Regions from separate parts of the Zea mays genome. Here all the other regions are linked to region 2. Evidence: chromatin contacts called from public Hi-C data. All regions are on one chromosome and are shown on one strand. Each heading gives the region's core, a stretch centred on a gene start, on an enhancer-like site or on the middle of the called end of the contact. The rest is flanking DNA. Distances are from core to core; before and after follow the strand shown.

Evidence for each region. A called contact is a pair of places that touch in the nucleus more often than the background predicts.
Region 1: a contact with region 2 is called in a Hi-C map of bundle sheath, with 1.9 times the contacts expected there. The contact joins the promoter of LOC100274448 here to the promoter of LOC100273200 in region 2. A contact is called at or near these places in 3 of 25 Hi-C or Micro-C datasets (bundle sheath, leaf and leaf mesophyll).
Region 3: a contact with region 2 is called in a Hi-C map of tassel, with 3 times the contacts expected there. The contact joins the promoter of LOC103629709 here to the promoter of LOC100273200 in region 2. A contact is called at or near these places in 2 of 25 Hi-C or Micro-C datasets (endosperm and tassel).

The regions. Positions count from the first base shown.
Region 1 is chr6:106,227,844-106,231,141 of Zm-B73-REFERENCE-NAM-5.0, reverse strand. It overlaps LOC100274448 (putative serine peptidase S28 family protein), which reads right to left and starts at 1,290. Exons shown (of 10, transcript NM_001148807.1): 1 at 663-1,290; 2 at 1-63. The coding sequence starts at 1,163.
Region 2 is chr6:106,566,462-106,569,944 of Zm-B73-REFERENCE-NAM-5.0, reverse strand. It overlaps LOC100273200 (Sterile alpha motif (SAM) domain-containing protein), which reads right to left and starts at 1,570. Exons shown (of 1, transcript XM_008650816.4): 1 at 453-1,570. The coding sequence starts at 1,315. The coding sequence ends at 710. It overlaps LOC103629704, which reads right to left. Exons shown (of 9, transcript XM_023300363.1): 9 at 2,732-3,405. The coding sequence ends at 2,983. It overlaps LOC100384866 (isoleucine--tRNA ligase, cytoplasmic), which reads left to right. Exons shown (of 27, transcript XM_008649996.4): 27 at 1-138.
Region 3 is chr6:106,992,697-106,996,058 of Zm-B73-REFERENCE-NAM-5.0, reverse strand. LOC103629709 (PX domain-containing protein EREL1) reads right to left here and starts at 1,336. Exons shown (of 10, transcript XM_008650820.3): 1 at 852-1,336. The coding sequence starts at 971. LOC100382784 reads right to left here. Exons shown (of 7, transcript XM_008650819.2): 6 at 3,268-3,362; 7 at 2,874-3,170. The coding sequence ends at 3,122.

The sequences.
Region 1 (3,298 bases), core at 41-2,540, 340 kb after region 2:
CAGCGTCTCGGCCGACCTGTACGAGTCGTTCCCGAACGGCTTCGACTCCCCGTAGAACCGGTGCTGTTCGTCGGTGGCAGACAGGCAATGGAAGAAAGAAACGGTTTCGTCAGTGGTGGCAGAGCCAGAGGCAAGCGCGCGCGCGGTAGGTTTCAGACAAGCTGGGAAACTAGTGGTCGAGTGATGCAGCTAGCTGTGATTTTTCACCCTTTCTTTTTCTGCGACGTTTCTTTCTTTCCTCTCCTCTTCTTCCAGCTAGCTCCTTGTATATGCGATGCGAGTTTGCGACAAAGCAACGTCAGCGTCAGCAAAGAACATGTCGGTCAGTGATACCGACAGCGAAACGTTAGTCTTGGGTAGATGTGGAGCAGAAGATTTTTTTTTCCCCCGTTGGTTTGACTTGTGTTAGTATCTTGATAGCATTCAGAGTTTCAGACATCATTGGACCGGCAGCTCAAAACGCTCGCGAAGAAAATTGCATGCCCATGGTGGCTAATTCATCTAAGATTACGCGAGTTTCTATGCTACGGTCTCTTCTGGTAGGAGGTATATATAGGATTCTTCTCCTCCGGCTCCCGTGGAGTGGAGGAGCCGGCCGCTCCAGCTCATCCGGAGTAAGCAAGCAACCACGATTACTTACTTACTGGTATATATATACGTACCTCGATGAAGACGAGGAGGGCGCCGAACGTGGGCGCGATGTCGAACATGAACCCGGTGTTGGTGGCGAACCACTCGATGTCGCCCTCGTTGCCCGTGTACACGAACAGCGGGCCGGGGCCGTCGTCGCCGGCGCCGGCGCCGGGCCGGCGCCAGAAGGTGTCGTTGAGGAGGTACTTGTGGCGGAAGACCGTGGACGCGTTGGGCGTGAAGGCGAAGTGGTCGAGCAGCTGCGGGAAGTAGTGCGCCGTGAAGGGCTTGGTCGACGCGTTGGCGGGCCCGGCGACGAGCTCGGCGCTGCTGCTGCTCGGGCGCCGCAGCTGGTGGCGCTTCAGCAGCGGCGGCGTGAAGGCAGGCCGTGGGTTGGAGTTGGAGGACGGGCGCGCTGCTGAGTCGGCTGGGAGCGAGTAGGCCGCGAGGAGGAGCACGAGCAGGAGAGGCAGGAGGAGGGAGCGGGCCGGCGGTGGACCGGCTGACGAGGGCCGGGCATCTGGCGCCGCCATTCTCTCTGTCTGTCTCTCTGTCGTCACTCTTGGTGGTGGAAGGGGAGGCGGGAGGAAGGCGCACGGGCGGGTCAGTCAGACGAATATGCGTCGTTAAATTTCTGACGACGATTTTTGTCTCGGTGGCAGACACTGAGACACGACACGAGCCAAGTTTGGTCTTTGGTGTGGCAACTAGCTTTGTTTGCGGACGGACGGTCTTATGCACGAAAACGGCTGTCAACCGCCGCCTTCAAATCGAAATGATTCCATGCGTATGTATGTAGGTATGCTTTGCGCCTTGCTTTTTCTAAAAGGGTTTAGGGTGTAGCACTACCACAGAACCAAAGTGCTCCAGCATGGCGCGGCGTCCGCGGAGCCATGGGCAGAGGATTGGCCCACACCACCGCTGCCAATGATCCCGACCTCTCATCTATAACAGCAAAAGGGCACAAAGGCTTAGAACAGCGACGCACGAACTGCTCAGCTCAAAGATGATACTCCGACCGAAATCCAAAACCCGCAATATGTTTCTGACATGGTCCTCTCCGTATACATTTGAATAATCAATCCCCGTTTCATGTGAAGACATACAAGACATCCAGACAGACAGGCCGGCTAGCGCTCACACCGCTGCCTGCTGTTGTCGGATACGCACGCTCGTCAGAGCAGCAGCAGCAGCAGCTCCGTCCTCGACTCCCTGTGCCTGGCTCTGCTGCTGGCCTGCAGCCGGCCACCACGTTGTGGCACAGTTCTGGCCACTGACAGTTGACGCACCAGCAGCTGCAGCTGCATCCACCGTCTGAAGGGGTGAAAGGGGGCTCCGGTTGCTGCTGAATCACCAGCGGAGCTGCAAGTTATTACAGTACAAGAGTGTTTAAAAAGTTCTACAGTTTCTCAACCTGTCAACCTGATGATGCATGCGTGCGTCACAAGTGAAATAACTGGATTGGCTTTTTCCCCTTCTAGCTTGTCACCTTCATTTTTTTTCCATAGAACAGATTGTTAACTTGACTGCAACTAGGGGTGGTAATGGGCTCTAGATTTTACACTATACATTTCAAGGATCGAATCGGATTATGATCGGACACTATTCCTATTAATTTTTGAACTAAAATTAATTAAGGGTCATAACTTATTGTGAAGAAATATTTGAATCGTGATCCATTACCACCCCTAACTGAAAACTGCAGTACAGCAATAGTAGCACCTTTAATTATCCTGATGACGTTTGCTGCCAAACCACGTTAGGGAGCGCGGCACATTGTTTCCAGTTTGGGCTGGGCCCAACTCCGAGCGTTCGGGAAACAGTAACCCAGTTCTCAAGCCTTTGAAAGATTCTGGCGTACGATGCCAAATCGTCACGCGATTGAGGCCCGCCCGGCCCGCTGTCGTGTTTGCCGAGGCCGCCTGCTGCTGGCGCTTGCAGCTGGCAACAGGAGGTGATTCAGATGTTTTACTCGTGGGGCTCGGTGCCTGCCACGCGACGGGAAAACACAGGTGCCAGCAATCGCCAACGGAGATGGATTTGTGCTGGCCATCTAGCGCCACAAAATTGCTGCTACTAGAGTAAAAGGACATATGGATATAAAAAGGTGTTTGGTTCGAGAAATAAACTAGTTTATTATCTTCTCGTTGTTTACCTTTTTGTTTGTTGGTTTTATTATAGAATAAAATGAGTTCATTCATCACCACCTCGTTCTGAATAGTTAGTTAGTCGGTTCTAGCATTAGAAATGGGACCATTGCAACAAATTTGATAGATTGATTCGTAATACACCATCTCATTTTGAAAAATGGAGTGGTTTCTCAAACCAAACCAAACACATCGTTTTTAGTAGATCTAGAAACCTGATCCCCAGCGAAGTCGCCAAAAAAATGTGTTGGCGTCGATCTAGGAGTCAAATACTGCAACGAACCACTTGACGGTGCTCTCTGCAAAGGCACGAATGGCCCGCAGCATAGAGCCGGATGGTCGACGATACTTTTGGTGAGATCTCAATGGTAGAGGTTCAATCTGACGTATCACTTCGTATACAACATATCGGTTTTAAAGGTTAATCTCGTAGGTTTAGCTAATAAATCTTATAAAAAATCCGAAACACTAACTGACTTTATACACACGCTAACGGTACACGTGGATAGTGCGCGGATAGT
Region 2 (3,483 bases), core at 321-2,820:
GTCATGTATTCAGTAAAGGTGAAAGTCTCAATGTATGCTAATATGCTATAGCATGACATGTAAGCTAAGATTTTCAAATACCTGGCTATGGGTTCCCATAGGTGATAGCATGTTTGTTTGCAATCTCTTGGTTTTCGACGTTTTTTTTTTGCTGAAACTGCGGCATAAAAACGACTACAACACTATTGCTACGTTACGAGCTTTTTTCGTGTGATGATGACGAAAATAATCGCTATATACTACCATATAGAAAGATAACGTTGTAATTACGATTTGTATAATCTGGTCTGGAGAGTAAAAAATGGTCTTGCGATGGCAATGGTCAGGCATACAGGTTACAGGGTTCTAAACAGACTCAACCTGCAGTCTGCGACCCACGAGCATCCTCACCGTCCTCACCATTTTTCCACCAAACCAAATCACCCCACTAGGAAAACCCGGCTGGTCTCTGATTCGTGCTGAAGCTTAGATACTGCAAAACCGACGGGGGAAATTACACATTTTCGACATTATTTGCTCAACATTACGAAACACGCATTCTTCCTTCTCTTCTCAGGGAACTGAAAACGACGAACACCACGGTTGAGAGTTTACTAAAATCCTCTCCACCACAATTCCACAAAAGCAAAGCTATGACAACGACTGACGCAGCAGCACCGAACCCGAGCTGCCGGAGATCGGAGAGGAGACAAGCAAAGCAACTTTATCTTCACGTGGGTTTGAGGTCCTGAAACATGGAGTCCCACTTGATGTCGTCATTGCCGGTGCCCGCGCCGCCCTCCTCCTCCTCCTCCGTTCCGCACTCCTCGTCGTGGAACATCAGGCTCGCCTTCGCCGACGACAGCCTCGCGCCGCCGCCGCCGCTGAGGCCGCCCGCTCCGGCGACGGCAGCGGCGCCGTCGGTGATCATGAGCACCATCTTCTTGGCGGCGCTACCGGTGCTCTTCCGCTGCACGGCGCCGACTTGGACGGCGTCGTCGCCGCTGCAGATCCTCGGGACGACGGCGGCGACCGACGACGGCGCGCCCCGCCTTGCGCCGCCTCCGGCCAGCCGGCGCACGCACCGCGACAGGCACCTGGTGGCCCTGCGCGCGAGCCGCGAGCCCGACGACGCGGCGGCCTGCTCCTTGGCCAGCTTGAGGATCTCGAGGCGGTGCTTGGCGACGGCGATGCCCATGCTCTTGAGCAGGTCGTGGTCGAAGTGCGCCGCGTCCCCGGGCTCCAGCTCGTTCCGGCTGAAGAGGCGCCCGTACTCGTGCGCCAGCGCCGGCGCCAGCCCCGTCCGCGCCAGCCACGCGCACCAGTCGTCGTCCATGGCGTATTGGCGTTGCAGGCAGCCTGCCCTCAGCTTCCCTGTCCACCAACCTACACTTCCCGCGCGGCTGAGCGGCCAGTGAGCACACAGGACAGGACAGGACAGGACAGGAGTACAGGACCCAGCGCCCGCACTCACTGCAGGCCCCCTCACTGCCCGGCTCGCCGCAACTACTCGCGCGCTAGGATTTATAGGAAGGCATGCACAGCACAGCACAGGGCTAGAAGCTCGCGGCTGCAGAGGCGTTGCACGGCCAAGCTCACATGCTTTGCCTTGCCTTGGCACATGACAAGGCTGCCTGCCACCTCACGCGGATTCAGCGAGTTAAATTCGTGGACGTAGCGCTGTGGCGCCAACGCGGTATGTACATTACATACAAGCAAGCTTGGCTTCGGTGCACGGGTACAAGTAACCAACAGATGACGAAGCTCCAAAGGCTGTCAGCAGGCTGATCGATCTGATGACGCAGTTCGCGGTCCACCATCTCCATCCTGCCACCATGCACCACCAAATCTTGTGGGCACGGGCACGGGCACGGCCTCTCGATTGGTCACATGCATGCCCCTGCAAAGTGCGTGGAGCTGCTGCAGCTAATGGATGCTGGCTCTCCTTTACAGCATGAATAAACTAAGGCGGCCCGGTTTGAATCGGCTAAAAAGTTAGAGATAATTATTAGCTCTAGTGCATTTAAATAAGGGCTAAAAAATTTACTAGCGTGTGAGGGCTGTTAAAAGTTGCCGGGCGGGCACTTTGTGGCCGGCACACTCTGCTGCATTGTGCGGAAGGCGCATGTGTGATATGTAATTCTCTATCCACTTGAGACTTCATTTGAGATGTCTGAGGGAGGGTGGCACGAGCCGGGAAGGAGAAGGACGACGGACACGGAAGGGACGGACGGGCGACGACGTGGGTGGTGGCCCACGGGCCCTACATGTCTGTTACAGTGCGTGTTACTGCTTCGTTTTGGTAGAAAATTCGGGAGCGACCTAGGATTGTACTAGTAGTAGTAGCAGAGAAAGTCACGAGATCGATACGTAAAAGATTAGGCATGGGCGAAATTTGGACTGAGTCGCAGTTGGAATCTATAGCTAGACTGGCTGGAGCTGCATGCCTCAAACAAATGCGACGGCTATAAATGACTCTATCTTCTTGGCATTGTTTGCATCGTTCTGTATAAGGCCTTATTCGTTTGTGTCGGATTGCACCCGGAATCGTTCCAGCTAATCAAAATTTATATAAATTAGATAAACAATCCGGTTATGAATCGTTCTGACCCACCAATCCGAGACAAATGAACGAGCCGTAAAAAAACTCTGCCTTTTGAGTTTGTTTAGCCATGCCAACTTTCACGCCAAGAAGGGTTGGTTTAGTTGTAGCCATGCATGGTTTTGTTTTGACAAACAATCAAACCAGATCTTATCAAACAGGCACACTGGTGTGGTTTGATCCAATCCAAGAAGGTACCTTATTCGCGTAGCCACTCATGTACAGTTACCACAGTACAAGGACACATTTATATACTTTACAGAATTGTACTGCCAAAACTGCTCGGAATCCATTTTCTCCCCTACCGGACCTGCACTGGACCGTCGTCGTCACTGTGCTCGAGAGGTCCGATCCGATCCGTCAGCGTCTGGTCGATGACCAAGCTTGTGTTTACACTACAGCTACACTCGCCTGTACGGCCGTCTGGGGCTGTTGAGCAGCACCTTGTCCTCGATGGGGAGCCTGTACGGCGACACCTTGAACCGCTCGCTGTCCCGCCGCCGCCGCCGCTCCCGGGAGTGCACGAGCCACGCGGCCGCGGCGAGCATCCCGGCCGCCGACGCCGCGAGCAGCGCCTGGTACACCCGGCGGCTGTCCCGCCGCAGCGGGGGGCAGCCGCGCTGGCCCACCGTCCGGAACGCGCGCCGCACGGTCACGCAGCTCGCGACGTCGGCCAGGGCCGGGGACTGCCGCCTCAGCCCGTCGCTGAGGCCGGCCACGGCGACCATCTGCGAGTACATCGCCGGCGTCAGGCGCCCCGCCGTCGAGCACACCTCTTCCCGGCCCGACCCCGCCGCCGCGCGGCACACGTAGCGCTGCCAGACCTGCAGATGCGATGCGATGCGACCGAAGTCACCGAACCGAACACACGCGACGTCAGACATCTCGCCAACAACAACGCA
Region 3 (3,362 bases), core at 87-2,586, 430 kb before region 2:
ATTTACAGCTCCAACAGTTGAGTCATATGCCAATGTTGTTAGGAAATAGATCATGTTATTTAGGAAATAAAAGGCTAGTAATAACATACAAAAACGAGGATAAGGCTCCAGCATATGGTGTCCTATATTTAGGACCTGAGAGGCCGAGTCCAATAATTATTTGATGTTTTTTTGTGAAATAGAACCCCTGTTGGAGCAGTTTTTTGGCGTTAGTCCTATATTTCAAAATACAACTCCGTATAAAACTCCTCCAAATCTTTCGAAACTTGGGTACATCTGATTTTCGCAATCCCACTCAGCAAAAGTACACCATGGAATATATAATCAACTCCTTTCAAGAGAAACATAATCCAAAACCCTAGTAAACTGAACAAAGGGGCAAAAATGAAATTGACTCATTCAATCCCACGCCAAGTAAACTAATTTGTGAAGGGCATATTCTACTGTTTGCCAGTGAAACACGAGAAATCCAAAACCCTAATTTAAGGAAAGCTCTAAGTTACTTAATCATCAACACCAACAACGGGTCGCCTTTTGGTGAATTTTACTGCAGATCCCAGCCCGCACATTGATACCTGGACACAGGTTGCACCAATATACTAGCACGCTAGCTGCAGCAAAATTCATGTGGAAAACGCTTGCCCATAATCGACAACCCAGTAAACCACATCTACATCCCCGGAGCGGACCGAACCAGCACCAAATCTAGCCCTTGAAGTAGGCAGTAACTCACCTGGCGAGACCCGTGTCTGCATCCGTGATCAAAGCGGCACACAGATTGAGATGAGCCGGACGGCGCAGCTCAACGAGGTTCGGTAGGAGAGATGGGGGAGGGGGTCGCGGGCGCTTACCCATCTCTTCGGGGGAGGGCTCCAGTCCATGCCGAGCGGCAGCGGCGAGGTGCCATCGTGGCGGTGCTTCGGGGGGCTGGGGGCCTTCTTGCGCGCCCCCGCCGACGACGACGTCGCCATCGCTAGCGGCCGACGTCGCCCGCGGAGTACGGTGGTGGTGGGATCGGGGCGGACGAATCAGCCGAGGCGTCGCGCCCACGATTCTAGTCTGCCACTACTGGGCTGGAGATTAGAGGAGGCTAGGCGGAGGCGCGGAGCTGAGGCAGACGCGGTGGCGGTTGGACGGACGCTCCCGCGGTCGCATCTAACTGTCAACGCCAGCCAGGGCAGCGTCCGCCCTTGGCCGTCCCTTCCACGGTTGGTTCCATCGCCGTGGTGCGAGCTGGGCGGGAGCGGTAGCTTGGAGCGATGCGGATCTGTCGGCTCACGAGTTGCATGTTTTTGAACACTATGTTTTTTAAAATGTCATTACATAACCGTATTTTTTACAACACTTTTAGCAATGTGTGTTTAAAGACAAAGTATCTGAACAATGATATTTAGTATACATATGCAAAATTAATCATAGACAAAAACTTTAGATTAGAGTGAAGTTTCAAATACTCAAAACATATCATAGTATCCATAAAACTACGATATTTAAAACAGAGTTTTTTTACAGTGTAACCAAACACCTCTTGAAAAAAATGGTATTCTTAAATATCATGGTTTTGTCTTAAAACTCCAAAAATACTTTGATTCCAAATACCCCTTAGTGTGTGTCTGGGATGGCTCTAGGTTAAAGCTCTAGTTTGGAGATGTAGTTTATAATACCAATTTAAATAGTTTTAAAAATATTTTTAATTTAAATAATAAACAAAATGACATGTTTAAATGTCTTCTAAAGTCTTACAGCTCTAGCTCCACAATTTTATGTAGCACCTAATGATTTGCTCCTCCAACTCTACCAAAATTTTGGGGCTAGAGTTGTCCTAAACAGGGCCTTATGTCGTGCAACCTAGAGCGTGTTTGAAAGCACCCAGTTTTTGAGAAACTGATTTATAGGACAACTACTATACAAATATACACTAGGTACAAACATACATGCCTTATGGTCGGTTAGATTTAGATTCAACCGTAAATGCAACCGTGATTTATTAGGTTTTTTATAAAGATACAAGAGAATATGGTGGAAGGTTTTAAGTGCAAAATATGATATAAGGTTGGGTCTAAATTTAACGGATCAAGAGACTTGCTTGCAGGCTTGCACCTAATGTCTGTTTGCATAGTAGTCATTGCTCGATTTATAGAAACTATAGTAGTTTGAAATATATGGGTTTATGTCCCAGTTTATAGAAACAAAATTTCTAATTTCTTAAAAACCAAAAAGCTACTCTCCCATAGATAAACCTAGCTTTGGTGTGTTTAATTACTCATAGAATCTACATCTATTGTCACCGTTTTTTGAAATAGAGAAAGAGTATGCTAGTAGTTATAAAAAAAACTAGAAACTGGCTTTTTAGAAACTGGGTTTTAAACACCTCCACCCAACTATTTTCGTAAACCGGTACCTATAAACTAGGGATATAAAGTGGTTATTAAAAAACTGGTGTGCTTGCAAACATGCCTCTAATAAGAGATTAACGATCCTCATCAAAATAAACAATTAATTAGGATCTATTTGGATCATGGTGTTGAAGTTTCACACTACACTTTTAGCTAAACTTTAGTATAGCTAAACTTTAGTACTAATTATCTGTATTGTAAATTCCAACTTAGATCCTGTCTGTGGGGTGAATATGCCGTAAGCCAAATCATGCATCTTTATACGAGTTGATGTTGCCGCACAAGTTTTTTTTTATTCTACATCTACCAAACAATGATCCATCACATTACTAATGTTATCAGACAACCCATACAAGTTTCAGGGCGCATGTGACATCTTAAGCATTCTTATGAGTTATGAGGATCTGCGATAGGCAACCATAGAATGCGATACAGCACATGTTAACCGCATTCACATTACTGCGAGAGAGCAATTCCTCAATCTAGAATATTACCAACTCATTATTCCACCATTCAGTTGAAATCCAAGCAGAAGTGTTGTAAAACAGGCAATCTAGGATATTACCAACTCAGTATTCCACCAAACAGAAGTGTTGTAAAACAGAGATAAAGAAAACAAACGTTCCTTCTCATACCAACTGTGATGATACAATGTTACTCCAGAATACAAACACAACATTGGTCTTAAGCATTGGAAACCAGCTAATAATTCTAGTGGCCATTATTTAGTCCATCCTGCTCTTAATCACATGCTCCCTCACTTCAGTCGGTGTCCTGAATACAACAAAAACACGTCATGGAAATAGAAGATTGATGCTCAAGCGATTGAAGTGTCATAATAGTAAGAATGTGACAACGCATGTGAACTTACACAATCAACACATAGCCACCCCATCCGCTAAGGCAGTCACGGTCTACTGATGAATTCAGGGCTTGGGATATAGTCTCGAAGAGTTCATCAGGTTG